3 separate regions of the Sus scrofa genome follow, and regions 2 and 3 are each linked to region 1. Evidence: chromatin contacts called from public HiChIP or PLAC-seq data. All regions are on one chromosome and are shown on one strand. Each heading gives the region's core, a stretch centred on a gene start, on an enhancer-like site or on the middle of the called end of the contact. The rest is flanking DNA. Distances are from core to core; before and after follow the strand shown.

Region 1 (3,368 bases), core at 274-2,773:
CCTCAGACCACTTGTATTAAGTGATGGGCCCTCAGCATATGCTACCAATCAATTGTTTGTATCCTGTCTGCTGACTTCTTTTAAAGTTAACATCGTTTTTACGTTCGTGTTTGTTATTTCCCCCAACCTTTTATTTTGAAAACATTCAAAACTAGAGAAATGTGGAAAGGATAGTAGGATAAACACCCTTATACCATTCACCTGGATTTGTGGCTTGCTAATGTTTTATCACATTTGTGATACATTTGTGTCTTCTTTGTGTACCTCTCCCCCAGCTATTTGCAAGTAAGTTGCCGCCCCATGTACCTCCCCAAAGCCAGAATGTTCTAGCACAGAAACAATCACCATGCCATTATCACACACCAGGAATTTACCGTGGTTATAAAAATAGTATTTGATTACACAGAACATACTTACAATTTCCACATTGTTCCCAAAATGTCCTTTATAGCTCTTTTGTTTCCGATCTCAGTCCCATCAAGAATAATGGATTATATTTGGTTGTCTTTGTCTCCTTAAATCTAGAACGAGGGTCAGCATTTTCTGTAAAAGATTGGACATAAATACAAATGTTTATATGTAATATAACATATTAGGATGATAACATAAACATTTTAGGCTTTGCAGTTCATACTATTTCTTCCCCAATTATAGCTTCATTGTTGGAGTGCCAAAACAGCCATAGGCGGTACATAAAGGAATGGATGTGGTGATTTTAATAAAATCTTATTTATGGATACCAAATTTTGAAATTCATATAATATTCACATACACAAAGTATATTACTTTTTCTTTTGTTCCTTTTCAACCATTTAAAAATATACAAACCATTCACAGCTCACAGGTTGCAAAAACTGTATGTGACAGGATTTGGACCAGGGATCATAATTTGCTGACTTAATATTTAAAGCAATTCCCTGCCTTTTTTTTTTCTTTTTTTTTTTTTTTTTTGGCTGCTCCTGTGGCATGCAGAAGTTCCCAGGCCAGGATTGAACCTGAGCCTCAGCAGTAACAACACTGGATCCTTAACCTGCTGAGCCACCAAGGAACTCCAACTGCATTTTTCTTTTTTTTAAGCAAACATTTTATTGAAGTATGTGGAAATACATAAAATTTTAAGTGGACTGACCGCTTCATGATGTTTCACAAAGTGAACACACTCACTAAATAAACTCAGAATAAGAAATACCTATGACTTTATTTAAAAAACAAACAAACAATAAAACACTTGTTGGTGTCGCATCTGATGACCTACGAATGGTTAGCACTGGATCCAAGTGTGCAATTATAGATTACTTCTAGAAATGTCTTTGACTGTTATCAGAGTCCCTATACTCTGTCTCCACAACAAGGAGAGCTGCAGTGATCCAAATGTTTCAGTCTTGACAATTAACCTGCCTATTGGGCCAGCCCAGCCAAGCCTCACTTTTGGAGCTATTTCAGAGGGCATGATGACTCCTGTAGTTTCCTTTAACTGCTTACACTCTTGGCCAGCTCTCTCCCAGCAATGTGGATCAGCTCCGAGGGAGGGTGCCCAGGCAGGAAGTTACTATTTTAAGAACAAGCTCAGCCAAAGGTAGACAGCAGAAGAACCCACAGTCTGTCAGGAATGGGCTAAATGCAATTCACTTCTGTCAGAAACTGGCTGTGATGATTTGAAACCAGGACAGAGTCATGAGGGAAGGAAGCCATGGCTCCTGAGGGCTTAACTGGCTGACAAGACCACTCAAGACAATTGCAGTGTCCTGTTTGCTATATTTTATTTGCCATGGGGTGCAAAAATCTCTTGGCTTGGTAAAAACAGAACTTGACCAGGCTCTTTTAGACAGGGGAGTGGTGATGAGTGACTCATGGGATCTCCTTCTGAAACAGAAATAAGCTGCCCCACAAGTTCCCTCTGGTAGGTCCCAGATTTCCTATTTAGCCTGGGCATTTTAAGTCTGTTTACAGTGTTTCTAGGGATTATTCTCAGTATGAAGAGGGGGTTAATGCTTTCTTTCGGGACACAGAGCCTAGCATCAGTTGCATCTTCTCTGAAGATGGCAGAATTGGGTGGATGCTGGTTTAGGAAATCTGTCTTAATGTGAGAGATGTACAAATACATGATGGTCCAAACTTGAGCCTCAGCACGTGGGCTCAGTTACTCAGTTTTATACAAGCAAATTTGTTTGCAGAAGCTTAATCCCAAGGCTGGGTCCACTGCGGGACTTTAATAATCCCCTAGAGGATCTCACACTCACATTCCAAAATAAAGACTGCATTTGAGAGGCTCGAATTCAACACCAAAGAATTGATCAGACTAGGGACCCAGTTTCTCTTCTGAGGTTCTCAAGCTCTTCGTTTTTCCTTCTACTCTCTGACCTAATTTTATCTTTATCTCTAGCACCTGCCCCCCCAACCCCAAGCTATTTTCATTTGGCTGAAAGAATTTAATTTTTTTTTTGTCTTTTTAGGGCCACTCCTGTGGTATATGGAGGTTCCCAGGCTAGGGGTCTAATCAGAGATGTAGCTGCTAGCCTATGCTCAGCCACAGCAATGTGGGATCTGAGCCTCATTTGTGACCTACATCACAGCTCACGGCAACGCTGGAACCTTAAGTCACTGAGCGAGGCCAGGGATCAAAACTGTGTCCTCATGGATGCTAGTCAGATTTGTTTCTGCTGAGCCATAAAGGGAACTCCACATTTAATTATTAAGCTCTTCAATTTTGTCAAGATTTTTTTTAATGTTCACATTCCCAATAATAAAATGGCACAGTTAAACTAAACAAAATGGCAGAGGATCTTTAATAGAGAAGAGAAACCAATCAGATATAATGTATCAGGGAATTCTGGTTTGGAAAGGAAAAACAAAGATGCGATGAATCCTGGTAGCTTTTTCTTTTTATTTATCACAGAGCAACAAGATGATGGCCTTTCTTCTTTTCATTTATGATAGGGCAGAGTTATGGTTGTTAAGTAAATCCCATTCTCTGGCTTTCCCACTAAGCTCACGTTTCTAGCTCAAAGCATCATAAATAACCAATGAAGAAAAATACTGCCTAAACATTGAGATGATTTGCATAAAAGTCCACATTAAAAATGCATGATGGGTATAAGGACTTAATTTTAGCCACAGTGCAGTTTCTGTGTTTTGCTGCGGTCATATTTTTCTTTGCATTTTCTGTCTTAGCTATTTAACTTTGAAGCCCACTGAAGATGAAAAATGGGCATTTATGGAGCAGGCGCATATGGCTTTAGCGGTTCAGTTGCTGACCTGGCATTTTGCCCTCTGTAGCGTCAGCCATTGCCTTCTCAACCACGAGCTCTAACTAGCAAAACGATCTCAAGAGGTGGTGGAGAGAAGATAGAGAAGTAGATGTTCAGTGA
Region 2 (3,368 bases), core at 624-3,123, 320 kb before region 1:
TCAAAGCCTACCTTGGTTGGTCTCCAGTGGCTCCAGCCAGCCACTGCCCTTGATTAGATGGTCTAGAATTTCCCTTTTTTAAAACTAAAGGACTTATCAATCACCACTTTTTATTCTGCACAGTCAGGACATTAAGTTGACACAGACAAACACACACACACGAAATCTATTATCACCTTTCTTCGTGATAGAACACATTTTAATACCAGAAAAGCAGAAGGGACACATAATTTCAGAACATAGGTAAGGACTTTAAAATAAATACATTCATAAGAAGCTTAGTAAATTGTCCTAACTTCGGTGATTTTTGTGGAGGACAGGTGACAATTTCGTCAAGGTGGCGTAGGCCTCTGACCAATACTTGGGAACCCCTGCTTTAGAATCAACCCCTGATGTCAAGGCTTGGAGAACCTAAAAAGTGGCTCCTTTTTACCTAAAAACTCAGAGCCTACAAACTGTCATTGACCTCATCTACAGGAAGAAGTTATTGAAGGAAGGTTTTTGTTTTTGTTTTTAATATATCAGTGACATCTGATTCCCTTTGATCATGGATTCACTCATCAGTAAACATGCATCAAGTGTCTGATTCCACAGGTTAGGGACCACAAAATACCCACACAGGAACACTACAGAGTCACTCCGTCAAAGAACCTACACCCCAGTGTGGAATAAATCCCAAACAAATGGGGTCAAATGTGAGCTAGTTTGAGAAATTATGCATTTTATGACTATTCTTGAACAACCCTTTCCGAAATTCTTCATGAATTCACAATCTAGAGACTGCCTGATCCACTATACCCTTTCTTCTTTCAAGTTCAAGTAGACTTTTTCTTTCTTTCTCCGTGTGCTGTTGAGAAAGACAGAAATAGTACTTAAATGCCTCAAGCTTAATATTTTCACTTTTGCCAATTGCCGACTTCTTAAAAAATCCATAGGCTTCTTTACTTAAAACTTATTTTTAAATCAATCGTAATACACCAAGTGTAATCATAAGGTTCTAAACTTATAGATGGAAACGAGTTGTTTCAGATTTTCCAAGACAGCAGAAGTTAAGAATTGGAAACTTCTTCTATACTGGTTTTGCACCTAGTAGATGCTTAATAAATGCATCTGGGTGTAAACAATCTAAAGTTTCCCAAATCCAAAGCCTGAAAACCGGTATGATAAACTGAAAGCAACAGCTTATCATCGACCAAAAAAACCCCTGGCTCCCAGGGTCCGCTCATTTTTTCCTTTCATTTCCCTTATTAAAGGAGGTCTAAAGGACTTTTTTTGCAACCGTCTTGCTTCTTTGTGAAGGGCCCTAAAAACTTACGTTAGATGCTGAAGCAGGACACAACAGTTATGCAGCAATTAGTTTCTGCTTCCTTTACTGTTTTCCTGCACTTACTTACGCCCTTGCTTTAAATGTCGAGTCAACCCACAGGAATGTTAAACAAAGGGACTGAAACAGAGGGGCTGAAGTGACATTCTGAACAAACAACAAAGGTCTGGCCTTTCCCCTGCAGTAGGCAGCCGTTCTCCCTCTGCAGTCGGTCTCCCCTCTGCGGCTAGTGAGCAGCGCAGCCCATCCCCATCCCACCTCGGCCCAGCCGACAGCGGGTGGAAACAAGGGACAAAGATTCGCTGCTATTCGGAGGCCACCCGCTGGGGCCGAGCCCAGAGCTGGCAGCATAGGGAAGAAGCAGGGACTAGGATGAAACGCTTCCCAGGACCTCGGCGACCACTCACCCATCGGCAGCTTGTAGGTTTCCCGGGAGAAGCTCCGGGATCAGCCAACCCCGCCACAGCGCCCGGACATCCGGGCCAAAGCCGCCTCGGCGGCCCCGCCTCCTGGTAACCCGGTGACCGTCCCGAAGCCCCGCCCCGCCTCGCGCTTCCTGGTATAAGCTCCGTGGCCCCGCCCCCCCTGGCGCGGACGACGCGAGTGGGCCTGCGGCTTAAAGCGCCGGTGGTCGCGTAGTGGTTGATCTCCCGGTCGACGACAATGGCAAGCAGGCTGCCGGTGGCTCAGCTGCCTCCGCACGACCCGGGGACGCCGGCGCTGTCCGTTGTGGACATGCACACGGGCGGCGAACCCCTGCGAATCGTGCTAGCGGGGTGTCCGGAGGTGGCTGGACCCACACTGCTGGCCAAGCGGCGCTACATGCGCCAGCACCTTGACTACGTGCGGCGACGGCTTATGTTTGAACCCCGGGGGCACAGGGACATGTACGGAGCTGTGCTGGTGCCCAGCGAGCTGCCGGAAGCGCACCTAGGCGTCCTGTTTCTGCACAACGAGGGCTACAGCTCCATGTGTGGCCACGCAGTGCTGGCGCTGGGCCGCTTCGCGCTCGACTATGGCCTCGTGTCGGCGCCCCCGACCGGCGCCCGCGAGGCCCTCGTCAACATCCACTGCCCGTGCGGGCTGGTGACCGCCTTCGTGGAGTGCGAGGGCGGCCGCAGTCGCGGCCCGGTGCGCTTCCACAGCGTCCCAGCCTTTGCGCTGGCCACAGGTAACCCGTAGGACTCTTCCAGCCCTGCAGCCCTGGACCCAACTAATTACATTAACTCTCTCTAGGCTGGAACTCACGCACGCAGCACAACTAACCCACTCCACAAGCCTTTGCAATCAGTAAGAAGGTAATCCTAAATCACTGCAAATGTGTGACAGCATCTTAGCCTTGCGAATTTGTGTAGTGCATGCAATTTGATTATCCTGCAGATCTGTCCACCTGTGGTTTGGGGAGAGCCTTGAGGAGTGCAGAATTCCGTGTTTCCCTTACTCAGCGCCTAGTTCCCCACTCGTCAGACATTCCTAGAGATTTCACAGTTGGATGAAGCAAGGTCCACTAGGGTCAAGGAAAGTACAAAAAACAGCCGACCTACCGGGGCTCCAAGCTGGCTCAGAATTTGCTTGCTAACATGTTATTACCCCCAGACAAGTTAGTAGACACAAGTTACTAAAACTCGTCTGCAAAAAGTGTTTTGCCCACTTCTTAAGGGAAGAATTAAAGAATCAAATCTTTTCAAGAAGATATGGACGTTGCCTTTAGAATAGAAACAGACGTTGCCTGGGTCCAAATCCTTATACCTCCTTAAAGTTGTCAGCCTTTGTCAAATTACTTCTCTGTGCCTGTTGTGTCCTCGTTTGTTAACTCACTGAGGTTTTTTTTGTGAGGGTTTAATGAGAGTATATACAAGGAACTTAGAATTTTAAAAAATATATATTTTCTTAGAGACAGAAAGACTGCAGAATATTTAGGGTTGCTAGTTCTCTAGGTGTGCAGAGCCTTTCAAAGGTTTTGGTGGTTTCTGTGGTACAGAGCCTGAATGTCATGTGAAATGGAGTGTCTATGCCTGTAATCCTTACAAAGAGGGAGATTCCT
Region 3 (3,368 bases), core at 614-3,113, 270 kb before region 1:
GTTTTCTTTCATGTGCAATTCAGTGATGTCTTCTCTCCATACATTTATATATCAAAATCTTATCCTCCAAGATGGATATCAAATGCTACTTCTTCCTTGGAGTCTCTCCTGACATTCCCAACTAGTAGTGTTTTGTCCTTCATCTAAATGGCCACTCACTGGTACATGCCTGGCATTCGTGAGTGGCGAGCTTAACCAGTCTTCTCCTCATCACTGGCCTGAGGGTTTCATGGGGACAGTGGCCATTTTAGTCACACTTTGAACACACAGCCTGGTGTATTTCAGAGGCTTGCTGTTGAAACGAATTGTCCTATAAATGAACAGGAAAGATGCAAACTAGTGTTTGCAAAATAATGGCAAGAAGTCCCCACATTCCAGTCCCTGTGCCTTGTTTAGGATCACAGTGCTCTGTCTAGCAACTAAGCAATTAAAAATGACACAAAGGAAGAAAGGACATCTTACTGAAAGGTTGGCTTTTGACGTTACTTGGTTTGTACTTCTGAAAAACATAGATGCTTTCGTAGATAATTAGTGGAAACAGTTGTTGACCAGCTGACTCTTCTCTAAGTCAGAGGTGACTTATTACCCAGTTCATGTTTTGGCCAGAGAATTACGTAGTGATATGGGCCACACAATGGACTCTCTTCTATGTATGTGGTTGTAATATTAACTAATATTAAGTAACCCTCTGTTTATCAGTTACGAAATCTGAGGGTGTTCAACATTGAAAAGCAGTCAAAATGATAAGACCTAGCCATTCCACTCCATAGCAAATATGTGAAAATGCACATGCACACACAGAAACTTGTGCAGCATTATTCATAATTTGCCCCTTAAGGTGGAAACAATCCAATGCCTATCAATTGATGAAGGGATAAACAAAATATAGCAGTATCTATACAATTAAGTATTATTCAGGAATAAAAAGGAATAAAATTCTGATATACACTATAACATGGATGAACTCTGAAAACTTGTAAGTGAAAGAAGCCAGTCACAAAAGACCATATGATGTGTAATTGCATTTATATGAAATGTCCAGAATAGGAAAATCCATAGACACAGAGTTGCATAGTGGTTGCCTAGCACTGGAAGGGAGAGGAATGGGGGAGTTAGGGAGTGATTGCTAAAGGGTGTAGGGATTCTTTTTGGAGGAATTAAAATATTCTAAAATTGATGGTGGTTATGGTTGCACAGTTTTGTGAATATACTTAAGCCGTTGAATTGTACACTGCAAATGATTGAATTATATCTCAACAAATCTGTTATTTTAAAAGGCTGCCAAAATGATTTCAAGGATTATCATGGGATGACCACACATGCTAGTCAACCATTTAAAACTCTGTAATAAAAAAAAGAAATTCAACATTTCAATAGGCACCTATCAAACTTCTGTAAACAGATTATAAGGAAGTAGAAGAGATGAAAGGGAAAAAAGTGTTTGGTTCTTTGTGCCGTGCTCTGGGACATTTTACTTGGAGCAAGGATTATGCTTTTGTTTCTATCAGTCAGGAAATACTTTTTCAAAAATGCTTTTTCATCTTCTATATCTCGAAAAGGCAAAAATGAATATTTTATCATTTGGATCCTGGGGAACTTTTATTTTTAGCTTTAGGAATAATTTTAAAAGGCAAGTAACACAAATGAGCATTTTTATCCAGATAGATATACTTGTTTTAACACAAACAGTTTTAAACTTATCTAAGAGTGTTTAGCAACTGAGCTATACATGGAAACTATTTTTTTAAAAAAAGGAAGAAAGCAAGCAGCAGTGATCTTAATGACTATTACGTACTCCCAGCCAGCTGAGACTTGACAGAACATTGGACTATGGAAACCCTCTAAGTGAAGAACATGGGAAATAGTCTATAAATAGGAAGAATATCAGTTATTCGCCAAAACACACAGATTCTGGGGTGACCACACAGACAGGAGTCGGAACGGCATCAGGATTTCTGACAAGCAGAATGAGCCTTGGACACGCAGATGGCAATAAAGATATTAAGTTCTCCTGAGCAGATGTTAGGGGCTCCCTTAGACTTCACCTCTGCCTTGGTCCTTTTCCAGCTCTGCAGAGGGGGAAAGCTGAGCCTGGGAAGAGGGGAAGGCGGCAGGGTGAGGCGGGGCTTTGGCTCCAGTGCTGGGCTCCCTGTGCTTTCAAAGCCAGCGCACGTGAAGGGAGTTGGCAGGGACCCTCTGCTTGCATCAGAGACGCCGAAAGTCTGGAGAGTCTGGAGGACCCCAGGCCATTGTCCACAGAGCAGCATGGTTCTGTCTTGTTCACCATCCAGAGGAGGGTGCCTGTGTCCACTTGAGTTTCTCCCAACAAACTTACGCTCAAGTCCCTCTGAGGTTCTCGTCATTTCCAAATGTCCTTGATCTGATCTTTCTGTGTCTGGGCACATACCATTCCCTTGAGTCAGAATTTCCCTCCTACTCATCCTTTCAAACTCACCTTCTCTGCAGAGCCTGCCCAGCTCCCTCAAGCACAACTCGTCAGCTCCACCTCTGTCCTCCCCAAGCCCCCCACCCCCAACACAGTCCTGGTTCTCCAGCCCCAGACAGTCAGAGTCTCAAGGATTACGTCTATATTTTTAATGCTTTATCACTTAGCATGTCTGGTATATAGTTAGTACTTAATAAATGTTTGTTAAATTCCACCAGATTGAGATTCTGATAGGCAGCCTGAGAAGAGGGGTGACTAAACCAGCTGCTTGGCCCAGCAAGAGCTCTGTGTGTGTGTGTGTGTGTGTGTACGTGTTATGCTAAAGGATTGTTAAACTGAATAGCCAAAACTGACTACCTCTCATGGGAGTATTCTAGGCAGCAGTTTAGTTTTCTGGGGTGGCTGTGACAAAGTGCTGCAGGCTGGGTGGCTTAAGTGACAACAGTGTACTTTGTTCCTTCTCATTCTGGAGGCTAGACTGAGTCCAAGCACTGCAGGGTTGGTTTCATCCCAGGGCCTCTCCTTGGCTTCTAGGCAGCTGTCTTCTCCTTCTGTCTTCACAGGGCCTTTCCCGGGTGAATCCTCATCCTAATCCCCTCTTCTTACCAGTCTTACTGGGTTAGGGCCCACCCCCCGGGACCTCATTTAACCTTAACTTCCTCTTTAAAGACCATGTCTCCAAATACAGTCACATTTGGAGGTATTTGGGGTGGGGACTTGCACATAAGAATTTTGAAGGGTTGTAATTCAGCCCAAAGAAGTGGGTAACCACCTACTTTGCCTGAGGTTAAAACTGGTGCCTTGGACATCAGTCCTGTAAACTCTGTATCTCCCTTGAACTTGAATTCAGATGGAGGCAGTGTTGACAGACCCTTCAAGCGCCCATTTAGAGGATAATTAGAAGTGGCAAGTGGGAAGGCTA

What was found. HiChIP or PLAC-seq counts read pairs in DNA pulled down with a chosen protein or histone mark.
Region 2: a contact with region 1 is called in an H3K27ac HiChIP or PLAC-seq map of skeletal muscle. The contact joins the promoter of JKAMP here to the enhancer-like site in region 1. A contact is called at or near these places in 4 of 47 Hi-C or Micro-C datasets (fibroblasts, heart right ventricle, liver and 1 more) and 2 of 2 datasets of contacts at active chromatin or transcription factors (alveolar macrophages and skeletal muscle).
Region 3: a contact with region 1 is called in an H3K27ac HiChIP or PLAC-seq map of skeletal muscle. The contact joins two enhancer-like sites. A contact is called at or near these places in 5 of 47 Hi-C or Micro-C datasets (adipocytes, fibroblasts, heart right ventricle and 1 more) and 2 of 2 datasets of contacts at active chromatin or transcription factors (alveolar macrophages and skeletal muscle).

What each region holds. Positions count from the first base shown.
Region 1 is chr1:188,275,831-188,279,198 of Sscrofa11.1, reverse strand. No RefSeq gene overlaps it. Among named protein-coding and RNA genes, the nearest start is that of DAAM1, 58 kb to the left of the region's middle. Within about 2 kb of position 1,523, at least 8 of the 83 cell types and tissues checked have an H3K27ac peak or open chromatin away from gene starts, as enhancers often do. A contact at or near this core is called in skeletal muscle, where this site is marked.
Region 2 is chr1:188,596,961-188,600,328 of Sscrofa11.1, reverse strand. JKAMP (JNK1/MAPK8-associated membrane protein) reads right to left here and starts at 1,873. Exons shown (of 7, transcript XM_021102711.1): 1 at 1,732-1,873. The coding sequence starts at 1,735. All of the region lies in intron 4 of L3HYPDH (trans-3-hydroxy-L-proline dehydratase), which reads left to right.
Region 3 is chr1:188,541,211-188,544,578 of Sscrofa11.1, reverse strand. The region is part of intron 2 of LOC102167425 (a long non-coding RNA gene); the gene reads left to right. Among named protein-coding and RNA genes, the nearest start is that of GPR135, 40 kb to the left of the region's middle. Within about 2 kb of position 1,863, at least 26 of the 83 cell types and tissues checked have an H3K27ac peak or open chromatin away from gene starts, as enhancers often do. A contact at or near this core is called in skeletal muscle, where this site is marked.